Linked DNA regions of Rattus norvegicus: region 2 is linked to region 1. A link is a contact called in public Hi-C data. All regions are on one chromosome and are shown on one strand. The core of a region is the stretch at or near the end of the contact, and the rest is flanking DNA. Distances in the headings are between cores, read along the strand shown. Region 1 holds the start of Ssh2 (slingshot protein phosphatase 2). Region 2 overlaps Ssh2 (slingshot protein phosphatase 2).

Region 1 (7,304 bases), core at 2,633-5,132:
TCCACATATCTTGAAAAGGATAAACATTAAGTTGTTGCTGTATGTGTGTGCGCACAGAGGCCAGAGACAGCTTACAAGAGTCAGCTCTCTTCTTCTACCACGCGGGACTGCACTCAGGTCTTCAGCCTTGGCAGCGGCTGTCCTTAACTACTAAGCCATTTCACTGGCCCTGGAACTTCCTTTCTTAAGACAGGGTCTCACTGTGTAGCTCTGGCTAGCCTAGAACTTTCCGTAGACCAGGATGGCTTTAAACTCACAGAGATTCTCCTGTCTCAGCCTTCTGAGTGTTGGGTTTAAACATGTATGACACCATGCCCCATCCTGGAACTTCTTATATTAGAGTCATTACCACTTTTTTAATGTTTATGGAAAAAACAACAAAAAATCTCCAATATTTTCTCAGTGAAAAAGTAAGATCAGTATTAAGCCTTTTACCTTAATATGGCAAACACTAAAGCCAAAGAAGAGATCTTTGTGCTAAGTATTTTTTTAAATATAGATACTGTTTTAAATTAATCCTCAAAACAACTTCATAAATTAAGCTAATACTCAACTCAGTTTGTTAATTCCAAAACCAGAGTCTTTAACTGCTGGTCACTATAGTTTTGAACTAGGTGTATGCCTTAAGTGGATTAAGTATATTTCATGTTTCAGAGGAATTCCTTCTTTTTATTTAATTTTTTTTACACTCCAGATTTTATTTCCCTTCTGGTCCACCCTCCACTGTTCTACATCCCATACCTCCTCCCCACACCCCTGTCTTCACAAAGATGTCCCCACACTCCACCCCACCCCACCAGACCTCTAAACTCCCTGTGGCCTCCATCTCCTGAGAGTTAGGTGCATCTTCTCTAACTGAACTCAGACCAGAGTCCTCTGCTGTATATGTGTTGAGGGCCTCATATCAGCTGGTGTGTGCTGCCTGTTTGTTGTCCAGTGTCTGAAAGATTTGGGGGGAGGGGGGGAGGTTCCAGGTTAATTGAGACTGTTGGTCCTTCTACAGGGTAGCCTCCTCCTCAGCTCCTTCCAGCTTTTCTCTATTCACCCACAGGGGTCATGCTTCTGTCCATTGGTTGGGTGCACATATCTACATCTGACTCTTTCAGCTGTTGTTGGGTCTTTCGGGGGGCAGCCATGATAGGTCCCTGTTTGTGAGCACTCTACAGCCTCAGTAATGGAGTCAGGCCTTGGGATCTCCTCCCCTTGACCTGGATCCCACTTGGGCCTGTTGCTGGACCTTCTTTTCCTCAGGCTCCTCACCATTTCCATCCCTGCAGTTCTTTCAAACAGGAACAATTATGGGTCGGAGTTTTGACTGTAGATGGCAACCCCATCCCTCACTTGATTACCTGCCTTTCTGCTGGAGGTGGGCTCTACAAGTTCTGTCTCCTCACTGTAGGGCATTTAATCAGAGTTTTTTAATCTGTTTGTTTGCTTGCTTCTTTAAATTATACTTATTTATTGGCTGCATAGGAGGGTGGTTACACAAGTATGGGCATACCACAGCCCCACAGTGCCAGTGTTGAGGTTAGAGGATAACCTACGGAAGACAGTTCGCTTCTTCCACTATGTGGGTTCCAGAGACTGAATTCAGGTTGTCAGGTTAGCAGCAGGCTCACACCTTTACTTACTGAGCCATCTCATTGGCCCTGCTTGCTAATTTTCAATAAGAGTCTGCCCATGTAGTGAAGGCTAGCCTTGAACTTGTGATCCTGCAGCTTCAGCCTTTCAAGTGTTAGGAGTACAGTGGGCATGCACCACTACACTTGACTCAGAATCTTTAGTTGATATGAGAACAGTCTGTCTAAGATTTTCAACTCTCAAAACAAATTTGGGGATTTGGCTGTCCTGGAATTTGATTTGTAAACCAAGCTGGCCTTGAACTCAGAGATCCACCTGCCTCTGCTTCCCAAGTGCTGGGATTAAAGGCCTGCGCCTTCACCACCTGGCTGAAAAAAATTTTTAAAGATCTTATATAATTTTACAGATGACATTATTAAGGGACTTATCAAAGTCTTAGCTACTATTCAAAGAGAGAATTTAAAAGGACTGGATTAGAGGTATTAACAGTCTTCTTACTTGAATGGCCGACAAAGGTCTTTTAAGGGAAAACCAAAGGGTTGTACTCTTCTGGGGCATCACTGTAGGAACCTTTTTGTTTGGCCTAAGGATACATATTTACAAAATCTGTTCCTATGAAATCTTTATCCCTAGCATTTTTAAATGTAATGAGTGATCGAATCAAGTAATCCACATTTTCTGATGAATTGTTTTCCAGATGACTACTATGTCATCATCTTTCCTAAATGACATCATTTAATAGTGACTTCAATAAAAATTCCCATCTCTTGCTGTGTCATGAAAGGAACTGGGCTCACCTTAATGCTGTTCTAAAGTGCTTTTTTTTTTTTTTTGATCACAGTAGGAGACTGTAATAAATTGCAGCCTGAAAGAAGTTTCAAACTGGCAACTTTGCCAGATATTTTAAGCAATTTATTTTGGGGTGTATCAGCAGATTTTTTTTTTCTTACACTGCCATTTGGGTGCCTGCTGACACAGCTTGAACAAATCTTTAAAACATTTCCTTCCTAGAGATGGATGAAGATGATGAAACTCTAACATCCAGACTTTCCCTTAACTCTTCACTTGCCACATGGGTCTTTTCTATTGCCAGGTCTCTAGGAAACTATAGAAACCACCTTCTGTGTGCTTCACAGTATTCTGAGCCCCTCATTACCTTGGTAATAGCTTAAAGTTTTATGGACAACTAATAAAAACATAATTCTAGTTTTAGGCATAGAATTTTATGTTTAGATTAATTTCATTGTTAGCATATTGAAAATTGTCAAACTTCCCTGTACTTTCATATAAAACAAAGATTTGAGTTTTTCTTGATTCTAATACATTGAAAGTCTTTTCTAGTTGATTAGTAAAATTGTTTTTAAAGCTTTTGAATTCCAATGGAATATATATAATTTAGTCAGTTACTCAGAAATGCTATAAAAAATACTGATTCCTAAAATATTTGCTCTGGTGTGAGACTGCAAGAGGAGAGAAAGCTAGAGGCTGAGGAGCTCGCAGAGTGCTTCTGTGTGCTGGCTCCTTCTGTAAACTAAGGTCTGAGACAGAAAGAGGCTCCTTTTACAGAGCTAGTTCCTGATCAGGTGAAAAGGCACTGCTCAGCCCACTGGAAGGAGCATGGGAAGGGCTTAAACTTTGTAAAGAATCAGAGAATGCCCTTTGGTGGGAAACGCCTTAGAGGAAACAGACGATCCTCCTCGAAAACTACCTACATCTAGATCTGGTTCCAAAGGCATTAAAATTTAATTGGTCCAATGTGTAGTTTGGACATTGGGATATTTTAATCTTCACAAATTGTACATACAACAAGGCTGTTGAACCCTCTATATTCATTTACAAGGGTTAGCAGATTTTGTCCACAGTGTAGCTCCCTCACACACTATAATCTTTCTAGTTCCACCTTGAGGAACCAAGAAAACCATTAATAAATATTTAACTTACTCTTGTGAGGCCTTTAAAAACTTTGAAGACCATTCATAAACTTGGTTCGTTTGCGGCACAGTGCATAGAGCCGGTTAAGAGGCCACAGTGCATAGAGCTGCTTAAGAGAGGGTACTTTTCAGTTTAGCATTCGGAGTGGAGAAATTTTCTCTGTCCATTACTCTCTCTTCACCCAGGCTGCCGTCTGCAGCAACCCCTTTACCCAGTAGGCCCATAAGCTTTGCGGGATCCGCGTGGGAGCTAGGAGCCCCGGGGCGGAGCGTCGCGAAGGCCCACCCTCCGGACGCTCTAGACCGCCCCGCCCAGGCGCCCCGCCCCGGACGCGAGTGGGGGAAGGCTTGCTGGCAGCGCCGGGCTGCCCAGACAGCGGAGTCCCGGGGCTTCGGCGGCTGCCTCGGAACTCCCGGGCGGACCCAGGTCAGCTGCCGGGAACCAGCGTCTCTGGCTCGGGTTTTTCCAACGCCGGTCCAGGATGCGGAGCTGTTCATCGTGAGTCGGCTTCATGACCCTTAGCACTTTGGCCGACGAAAGGAAAGCGCCCCCTGCCAGCACCTGCAGCCTCGGTGGCCCCGACATGATCCCCTACTTCTCTGCCAATGCGGTTATCTCGCAGAACGCCATCAACCAGCTGTGAGTCCGCCTCTGCAAATGCTCAGAAAGTTTGCTTTTCCAAACCGCTTTTCCGGACATTCTGGGGCGCGAACTAGCGAGCGAGGACGAAAGCGCAGCGTGCTTGCTGCGAGGTCTATATGCATCTGGCTTGCATGGCGGGGTGGAGGTGTGCTAGGCGATTCGTGGAGGCAATGAGTGTCCTGGAGCCTGGTGAACAGATGAATCTTTTGGAAGAATATTAGCGAACCTTGGGGGAGTCTAAAAGTTAACCTCTTAGACATCTATGGTGACCGAGTGACAGCCGAACTTTGTAGCAAGCAAGACTAGGGAGAATGGTTGGTAGAATCAGAATAGCTCCAGAAACTCAAGGGTCCCGTGGATCCTGCTGGCAGCCAATTTACTGTGGTAGTGGATCTTATTTAAGTTTGCATATGACTATAAATTTCTGTTATGGTTCACACAAAGAAATTCATGCTACTATAGTTCGAGGTTATTTCAGAAAAGTAGATTTCAGTAGTTTTCTTTTATGATCTCCTGACTACTAAATACAACACAAGCCTTCCTGTACTCTTAATCACTCAAGTGCAGGATTCACACGCATCTTTAAATCGTCATTGTTTTTGAAGTCAGGCTGTTACTCCTTTCCGTTGTGGTTTGCCTGCTTGTGAGAGCTGTGTGCTTGAAGCTTGTGGTTAATCTCACCTCACAGTTATAAAGTCGAAAGTAGAAGAACTCCACCAATTCAAACTCCATCTTTAATCCAGAGGAGAGCTTTAAAGGTTACTTAAGATAGTAGCAGTTTTAGTCGATGTGTTTGAGTTCCTTCTGAATTGCCGTCAGAGGAATCACCTGCTGAGATTTCCTTAGGCCAGCCCCAAACAGGGTTGCTACTGTCCCTCTCCATTTAATGTCCATCAAAAACTTTTCATTATCTATTATTAAAAACAGAGGATATCATATGAAGTGATTTGTAGATACAGTCATAACTAATTTACTAATTTAGTTATTGATAAACTGTCCTGTCCTCCCAGTTGAACTAAATTGATCTGAGGTTCATATCTTTCCTTTATGTTGATTCATGGTGGGGCTCATGAGAAAGATAACAAAAGTGGGAAAAGGACTTTACTGCCCAGTACGCTAAAGTCTGCACACTAGACTACTTAACTGTAAAGAGGTAAGAGGGGATGGACTGAAAGAGGAGGAAAGGAGTGAATAATCTGTAATTTAATAACCAAACTCAAATGAATAGTTTCATCAGTTCTTAAGGAAGGGGGACAGTGTAAGATCCATGGACAGTAAATGGATGAGCAAAATGTCCTGCAAACATACACTGCAACATAATTCTACTTTTTAAAAGGATATCCTGGAGTTGGAGCGATGGCTCAACAGTGAGCAGTGAGTAGAATGTCTTTGGGGGAAGACAAGTTCCCCACACTCACTTTAGGTTGCTCACGACCACCTGTAACTTGAGCTTCAGGAGATCCAAGACCTCTAGTATCTGCACATACCTGCACAAAGTCAGGTAATTTTAAATAATAAATAAAAATATTAAAAATATTAAATATACCGTCTTTTAAAAAAGGAATTTTGACATTTGCTAGAATATGGTGAACTTTGAAGACATTGTGCTAAATGAAGTAAGCCACAAAGAACAAATACTCTGTTGTCCTGTTTGTACTGCCCCAGCTCAGAACTTAAACGTTATTAAACTTGAGAGAAGAGTATTTTTAATACTAGTGGGATCAAAAGATATCGATACCTTTTCCTACTAATTAATGTCCTTGGGCAAATCATTTGACTTTGTTTACTTCCATTGTGAAATGGAAATTCAATACAACACATGTCTCTCCCTTTCTCCCCATCCCTCGTCTCAATGGTAGATCCTCAGCAGCTCGGAGGAGATCATATAGTTAGCTAACATTTTACAAACCTACAAATCCCTGCAACAAAAATGAGTTAACTGAATTTAACAGCAGCTAACAGCTGCCATGTGTGGACCACTCGTCAATGTTTAATACTCACTTAGTATCACAGGAGCCCTGTGAACTACTTTGTTGTGTTTACAATAATGAGAATGAAGCTCAGAGCCATACTAATCAGTGACAGAACACCCACTAGTGAGGCAAACTTTAGGACTTATTTATTTTGAGACAGGGTCTCATTATGTAGCCTTGTCTGTCCTGGAACTGCTGTTAGACCAGGCTGTCTTTGAACTGAGATTCTCCTGCCTCTCCCTCCTGAGTGCTGGGGTTAAAGGGGTGTGTCACCATGCCTGGCCCTAAGTTTTAGGATCTTTCTCCCTGTCCCTTGCCTCTCATCTCTCTGACTCTTTCTTGCAATGCTGGAGATTAAACACATGCTAGGTAAGCACTCTGCCACTGAGTTATAGCACACGCAGCTCAGTTTATTCTTCAGAGAAGCATGCTGTCGTTTTGACTCCTAAACTACACTTAACTAGTATTGCTTTGGATATATTTATTAAATATTTACAGTGCTGCTTAGCTCGTCATCATAAACATCCATGGGCTTAATACATCTATTGTTGCTACTTAATGCAAACACTCTCAATTTGGAGTATATGACTTGTCTTTTGCATGCATGTACATTTGCACACCAGAAGACAACACTGAACAGGTGGACGCCCTGTGGGTGCTAGGAATTGAACTCAGGAACTTTGAAAGAGCAGTGAGTGCTCTTAACCACTGAGCAATCAGGTCTCTGTATGACTTGTCTTTAGAAAATTAATGAACTGCCTAAAAGGAAATGTGAAAATATGGAGTAGATAAACATAGATTTTGAAATCAGATTCTCAGTCTGTGACCTTAGAACGGAGCTAATCTTTTCTAAAGGGAAGTGTTATTTCTAAGACCTGATGTTGTACACCTTAACTGATAGGAGCATTTCATGCAGCAGCAGATTTATAAATAGCAAAGACTAACTGGAATAACTACAAGGTTCAGATTGATAGCTAGGAGCCCAGGACGGTAGCTATGCCTGCAGATGCTATAGCATCTCTGGAGGTTGACACAGCAGAATCTTGAATTCAAGACAAGCTTCGGCAATGTAGTGAGACTCCTGTCTTATAAAGGGTGGGGGTCAGATTTAAGAGTCGCAAGTAAAGACTGATACAAGCATAATTTGAGTTTAAGGGAAAGGATTAATGAACACTT
Region 2 (7,304 bases), core at 1,502-4,001, 94 kb after region 1:
CACTTTAAATCCCAGCACTCAGGAGGCAGAGGCAGGTGGACCTTTGAGTTCAAGGCCAGGTTGGTCTACATAGCAAGTTCTAGAACAGCCAAGGCTACATGGAGAAACCCTGTCTCACTCAGAGAAGGGGGTGGGGAAGTAATATTTGAAAAATGTGCTTTCACAGGGATGTTTTTCACCTTGATATTTTTAGAACTCATTTGGAAAACAGAACACACATCTAAACTTGTATCTGAATCACTGTGCATTGGCTTCCTAACTGTAGTCCAATAAAAACTCTATGGTAAGGCCAGTGAGATGTCTTGCTGCCAAGGCCAAGTTTAATCCCCAGAACCCACATGGTAGAGGTTGAGAGAATTGACTGCTCCAAGTCATCCTGTGAGCTCCACACAAGTACCACCACACTCATGCCCACCCTCCCACACATACACAGATAACAATACAGTTTTTAAACTTCAGAAAAATTATTCCATTCCATCCTTCATATCTTGTAGGTTCCCTGCTCACCCGTTTGGGCAGGTCACCTCAGGCTCATTCGCACTGATAACTCCTCAGTCAGTCACGACTGCAGAAAAGCAAGGACCGTAAGCTTCTGCCAGAAGGCATATGAACCAGCAGTATAGCCAGTGAGCAAATGAACAGCTTCTCTGCTTTTGCTCACATGTCCATGTTTTGATTTATTGAAACAGTTACTCGAAAGGATTCTAGAGTCTATGAGCAGTAGCTTTAATAGTAACAGTTCTTTTTCTCCAGTTTTTAAAATATTCCCTCTCCAACAGCTGGAAGATGTGATCAGCAGATCCGTAAGTTTATTCATGCATTTAACTGATCCTTGAAGACTTAGTTTGTGCTTTAATACTTCCTTGTTAGAATTGGGACATAACTAAATAACGTTCATATCCAAGATGACCAGCTTTGATGGTTGAGACTGAGGTATTTTGTTTGCTTTGCAGTAGCGTCATTTTCCTTCCCTTGTATTAAAAGCCCACAGGGCCTGGGGCGTAGCTCAGTGATAGAGCATGTCCTTAGAGTACGTGTGGAGCCCTGACTTCACTTAAAGCGTGCAAAAAACAAACAGGCAGCTCTGGTTCATTCCACCTGAACACCGAGACCGACACGTGATACTTCACATGCTTTCCTCCAGTTCCCTGGGTCTGTGATAGTGTGTGAAAACAATCTCTAGAATAGAGAAGAAACATCGACTTCATCTATGCTTTGCTCCAGGGACAGAGTCCTGCCTGGGAACTTAACTAGAAATAACTCTATTAGAACAAATCAGATGAGTCATCGCCACACCTGTAACTCGGGAGAATGCCAGCCAGAAGATGTGCCTGAGGGCTGTGAGGGAATTGGCCTCCACCACACAGGAAATGAGCTCCAAATGCAAAATTCTCTCCACGCTGACATTCAGTGCGATACAACATTGAATTTTAGTTGTGTTTCTCTAACTCAGTCCTACCCTTTAGTATAGAAGCTGTGTGTTACTTAAGTTTGTGTCTAGTACATTAGTTTATATATTGTAAATACTTGACAAATCCTTACTGAGTGGATTAAGAGGCTTAATATTAAAAGCGGAAAAAAAGAGAGTGCAGCAGTGGTGGCACACATCTTTAATCCCAGCACTGGGGAGGCAGAGGCAGGGGAATCGATGAATTCAAGGCCAGCCAGGCTACTAAGACTAACCTTGACTCAAAAAACAGACAGATAAATATTATTTAAAAGTACAGTTAGAGCTGTCTACTTTATCTCATATTTGATCATAGAGGCACATGGATGTGTGAGATGAGAACATTGCATAGCAAAAAAAAAAATTTTTTTTTTAATGGAAGGGTGACACAGGAACCTGAAACCCAGCTCTTACACTATACTATCTTTCAGCATCCTGTCTTTCACCTCACTCTCCCAACTAGGAAACATGGATCTAAATGTCTTGTGCACTGCAAAATGGGGGTGAGTCGCTCAGCCTCCACTGTGATTGCCTATGCGATGAAGGAGTATGGATGGAATCTGGATCGCGCCTATGAGTACGTGAAGGAACGACGAACAGTGACCAAGCCCAACCCCAGCTTCATGAGACAACTAGAAGAATACCAAGGGATCTTGCTGGCCAGGTGAGTCGTGAGTGGCTCTCTCTGCCTCTCATTCCATTACCTTCAGGAGTTAGAAACCACCTTTACTTCTTCTTGCGTCATATGGTAAATGACTTGAGAATGACTCTTGAGCTGTCACATGCTGAAATCCTCTGCCTTGATAGATTTGGTTGTCTCCTGTGAGCAGTTCTAGGCTGTGTTTTAGCGTAACAGCACAGCTGTCTAAAAGCAGTTGCAGCTGGTGCCAGGGTTTGACTCCAGCAAGTCTCATGACTTGATCTTGACTCTGAAATCTGGGCTATGTTTCCACAGAACAAAATGTGAAATAGCCTTCCAGCCTATCCGCACAGAGGGGCCACCCTCCAGCCCCAAAGAATTGTGAAAATGTGACCACAACATAGCATTATGGTTTCCACTAACAACCCCTCCCATTTACTCAGCATTTGGAATGATTTCATCTGAGCCTCTGTCTTGAGAAGCTGGGAAAATACTCAGTCCTCCTCTGTTTCAAAGGAGTTCTAGGTCTTTAGCACCAACTTTCACATTAAGTCAGGACACGAAGGTTCTTTTTGGCACAAGGAAAAGGTACCCAAGCATGTGAGGAGAACATAAATATTACATGTTCCCAGACACACACAGCCCACATAGCGGATGTTAGGCAATGTCCTCATGTGACCTACTGAGAGGAAGGACACTACATGTCCTGCCAACTTCAGTATTTATTCTGGAATCCCAGGCTACTGCAAGTTGTTGGGTTGGTTCCCCTTCCCCAGTATCCCATCCCCCAATGTGTGTTTTTTCTTAGATGTTAAAGGAATTTCAGGAAGAAAAAAATCTTAAAGGAGGATATGAAGGGCAGTGTAAACCAGAGAATCACACTTCCTCTTTCCTTTTCCTTTCCTTTTCTGTTCCGTCCTGACTTCCTGAACCTGATTCATAAAGGGAAGGCAAACTCCAGACAGGAAAAAACACAGAATTTGCATCATTAGATCTGGTCTCTGTTCCTGGTTCACCCGCTTGTTGCAACCTTCAGAAGTTACTTGGTGTTTCTAGTCCCCACCTGCCCCCGTCTGTGAAATTAAACATGAGTATGAAGTCGTGGAGAGGCAGGGCTGTGCCTTCAACTGCAGCACTTGGAAGCATACAGTTCTCTGTAGGTTCAAGACCAGGCTAGTATACATATCAAACTCCAAGGACAGCAAGGGCCACATAGAGAGACCCTGTCTATAGATGATAGATTACAGACAGACAGACAGACAGATAGATACTTTCTGTTTTGTTTTTGGTTTTTCATAAAATAACATGTTTTGGTTTTTTGGTTTTTTTTTTTTGTTTTGTTTTGTTTTTTTTAAGACAGGCTATCACATACCCCAAGCTGGCCTTGAACCTACTTTGTAGCCAAGGCTGGCCTTGAGCACCTATTCCTCTTGCCTCATCTCCCAGTGTTTAAGTTATTTTTATTTTATTTTTTAAACCACTATGTGTTGAGGGTTGTTTATTATCATTTCTCCATAATTACCCAAAAAGTATAAATTCATATATGTTCTTTATTCCTTCTCCATTGACATCAACCTGCCTCTAACCATCACAAACATACTAACTCCCCAGAAAACGACATAGAAAGTATTTCTGGAATCTCTTATGTTGTGATGTCCAGGTTAGGGATATCACTTAGGCCATTTTTAGCTGCCAGGACTGCTCCTAAAGAATGTTCTAGAACCAAATCCAACTAAGCCTCACTGTCCCTTCACTTCACTGGTGTCACCCGTGTGTGGTGTTCTACAGAGGAGGGGGGAACCTCCCTGAAAGGCAGACAGAGACAACTTCTAAAGCTTGGTTGTTCCTTAATTAATATTTTTTTCTGGATCTTGTTTTCATATCATAAGAAACACATGGTGGCTCTCAAAGAGTTAGAATTGTGATCCCAGCATCCTCTAACTATAGTTACCCAGAGCAGCACTGGGCACTTAGCTGATTGTGCCAGATGTCTGTTAGAGAGAACTTCTGAGTAACACATTTCTATGGTAGCATCTGAATTGATTACAGTCTTGTGGGAGCATGAGGGCCCCAGCCACATGTCAGCCCTTGGAAATGCAAAGAACGTGTTACTTCTTTCAAAATGTCACTGGAGCTTAGAAGAGGCTGGCTTGCTCTTCTTCTCGAAGACTATTCATAACTCGCTCTTCCTGCTGCCACGAGTATCCCAGATGTATGCTCTGTCAGGCAGGTTCAAGTTTCAAGCAGACCATTTGCAAACTGAACCATGTGTCTCTGATATTAGGTTCCAGTGTAAAGGGGGCAGGAGGAAAACTAAGTGACAGCTAGGGAGAATTTGTGTGTCATATCCTCAGGTATGTCCACTTTGATTATGAGAGCCAGAGGTGGCAGGGTTTTCTTCTTATCCTGGTTTTCTGGTGGAAAGTAGTCTAGTTAGACATAGCTGTCAGCCAGCAGCACAGAGCCTGAAATGAAAGGACATGGATTTCTGGTCCCATGACAGCCAAGTCTAGTTATGGCTTAGAAGGATTCTTTTAAATAGCTTTCTGGTTAAATAATTGAAAATATCCAGGACCACACACAACTCACAGAAATGCCCACTGCTTTTCCTAGTACCCTAAAAGGTAACCATAGCCAGTCTTAGTTTCCTAGCCTTACATTTCTAGCAATATTTTCTTCTGTATAAATTTAAGCACTGGTGCTGTTACCTAATGGGAAAGCAGAAGGAAGAAAATGGAATGTCTTATATACCTCATCAATTACATTTCTTTTCTGCTCATCTAATAAATAAGAAAACTAAACTGTTACCCAGAGTGGCCCAGTCATATATGTGTGCCTGTGTTTACATGATTTGAAATTCAGGTCAGAGGCCATTCAAGGGAGAGGAGATCTAAGGCATGGTTGCATCATCTAGGCCACAGGCCAACTCTGAAGTTCCTTTTTGGCAGCTTGTTTATTTACTTGCCTGCCTAGAATGAGAGTTGGGGGTCAGCTGGATCACAAGTTACTGGTTTAAAATAATAGATATGATCTAATGTTGTATGCCGAGTCCTGTTGGTGTCAGAGTGTTAGAATACAGCAGACAGAGCCTCACTGAAAAGCAATCTAGTGTTACCAGCAAACCAGTGTTGCACACACGCCCCATGGCCCATGCATTGCATGACACCTGAGAGACTGAAGTCTCAGCAGCCATAAGAATGTCCCCCATAGGGGCTGGAGAGATGGCTCAGCGGTTAAGAGCACTGACTGCTCTTCCAGAGGTCCTGAGTTCAAGTCCCAGCAACCACATGGTGGCTCACAACCATCTGTAATTGGATCTGATGCCCACTTCTGGCCTGCAGTCACATATGCAGGCAGAAAGCTGTACATAAAATAAATGAATAAATCTTTCAAAAAAAAAAAAAGAAAGTACATTTACATACAGTGATGGGAGTTTGAAAACATTTTAGCCAAAATGTTTTACGGTCAGGTATAGGCATGCTCCTAATCTCAGCAGAGAGAAGCAGGCTGATGTCTGTGAGTTCAAAGCCAGCTTGGTCTTCACAGTGAGGTCCATGATAGTCAGGACTATATAGTAAGATTCAATCTTTAAAAATAATTAATTAATTAGATTTTACAACCATCCCTGCAATAACATTTTAAGGAAGAGGAAGGAGCAGATGATAAGCACAGAGCTTAGGGGGGAGGAGTGTGCAGGTCAGCAGGGAGCATGTGAGGGAGTAGTGCTTTAGCAGTGATAGCAATAACTGGACAGCCAGCCTTTGGATTAGATTTTCTTACTGTTTTCTAAGTAGGTGTCAGTTGTATTGCCAAGCCCCAGTGGAGGAGTATTTTCTGATGATCATCACCCCCAAGAACAGAGGAAGTCCCTGCTGAGCCTCAGGCGGTGATGTCGCTACTTCCTCTGAAACAGTCGCTGCTTACACTCACTAGCATGACTTCCACCTCATATTCCCTCCCGACTGATATTTTAATGTACTAGGTTTGTTTTATGCATGAGTGTTTTACTTATGTGTATGTATGTGCACCACATGCATGCTTGGTACCCATGGAGGTCAGAAGAGGGCATTTGATTCTCTGCATCTAGAGTTGTGGATGGTTGTGAACAACCATGTGGGTGCTAAAAATCGAACCTGAGTCCCCTGAAGGAACAACCATTCTTAACCACTGAGCAATCTCCCCAGCCCTTACTGATAAGCAGTTTGCAAGCATTTCACAAAAACAAACACACAAACAAATATATATATATACATATATATATATACATATATATACACACACACACACACACACACACACTTTGGGGAATTCTTGAGATTATGGAAACTTCTCATTTGTTTGTTGGCTAATAAAATCAGCTGCTGTTTCATACCATCAGATGGCTAAGAACTGCTACCCTCTGAGCTATCTCTTCAGTCACAAGTATCACCGGAACTATCTTACGATGCTAAGTGAGAAGACCCATTTGAACAATCCCACAGTAAGTGTGGAAATGAGAAAGCAGGTGGTATTTAGGCCTGGAAACAAAGGCCTCGAGAGCTAAGAAAAGAAACGTCCATACAAAGCAAACTGGTCTTGGTAATAATACAGTTTAGACCATGCTTGCCTCTCGCTTGAGATGTGCTGTGTGTGTTATGTTGTCTCCTCCTAGGGGTGGCTGGAGGTCATGCATCTTGAAAAGGGTAAAAACTCTACTGTACACCCAGCTAACTGACTATAGCTTGCCTTCATAAACAGATTTGACCTGTTCCCTTTGAGGGAAAGCACCCTCTGCTGTGAAGGCCTGAGTCAGAGCGCCCCACTCAAGCAGCAGACAGCAGAGGGAGCTGAGAGCAGGTGTAGAATTGAGAAAAAGCAGGGTCACTCAATGTAGGCACATGACTCAGCAGAACCCATGCGTGGCCCCAAGCCCAGGGCAAGTTGTTTGAGGCTGAGTTTCCCGTTCCACCCAGAAGTTAGGTAACTCTTTGTCTGCTATTAAATCATGGGAACTGTCAAGCACCATATTTAAGATCTAATCCCTGGGCAGGTGATCCTGACCAGCCATACAGGCAGCTGAGACATTTTGACTGGGGCTTTGTGAATTGTGCTTCCTGTAAGCATGTAGTTTGAAGTGAATCTTATCCCCACCTCAGACTTCATGTCGTGAAATAACCAAAGGATGACTGTGTAGTCGTTTCTGGGCTTGGTGAAGAGACCTCATTGACCCGCATTTTC

The links. Hi-C and Micro-C count contacts between places; a contact is called where the count stands out from the background.
Region 2: a Hi-C map of Schwann cells shows a contact between it and region 1, with 2.3 times the contacts expected there. The contact joins the enhancer-like site here to the promoter of Ssh2 in region 1. A contact is called at or near these places in 3 of 12 Hi-C or Micro-C datasets (Schwann cells, kidney and psoas muscle).

What each region holds. Positions count from the first base shown.
Region 1 is chr10:62,691,888-62,699,191 of GRCr8, forward strand. It overlaps Ssh2 (slingshot protein phosphatase 2), which reads left to right and starts at 3,883. Exons shown (of 14, transcript NM_001107024.1): 1 at 3,883-4,152. The coding sequence starts at 4,025.
Region 2 is chr10:62,786,745-62,794,048 of GRCr8, forward strand. It overlaps Ssh2 (slingshot protein phosphatase 2), which reads left to right. Exons shown (of 14, transcript NM_001107024.1): 12 at 1,911-2,111. Among named protein-coding and RNA genes, the nearest start is that of Coro6, 21 kb to the right of the region's middle. Within about 2 kb of position 2,752, at least 29 of the 93 cell types and tissues checked have an H3K27ac peak or open chromatin away from gene starts, as enhancers often do. A contact at or near this core is called in Schwann cells, where this site is marked.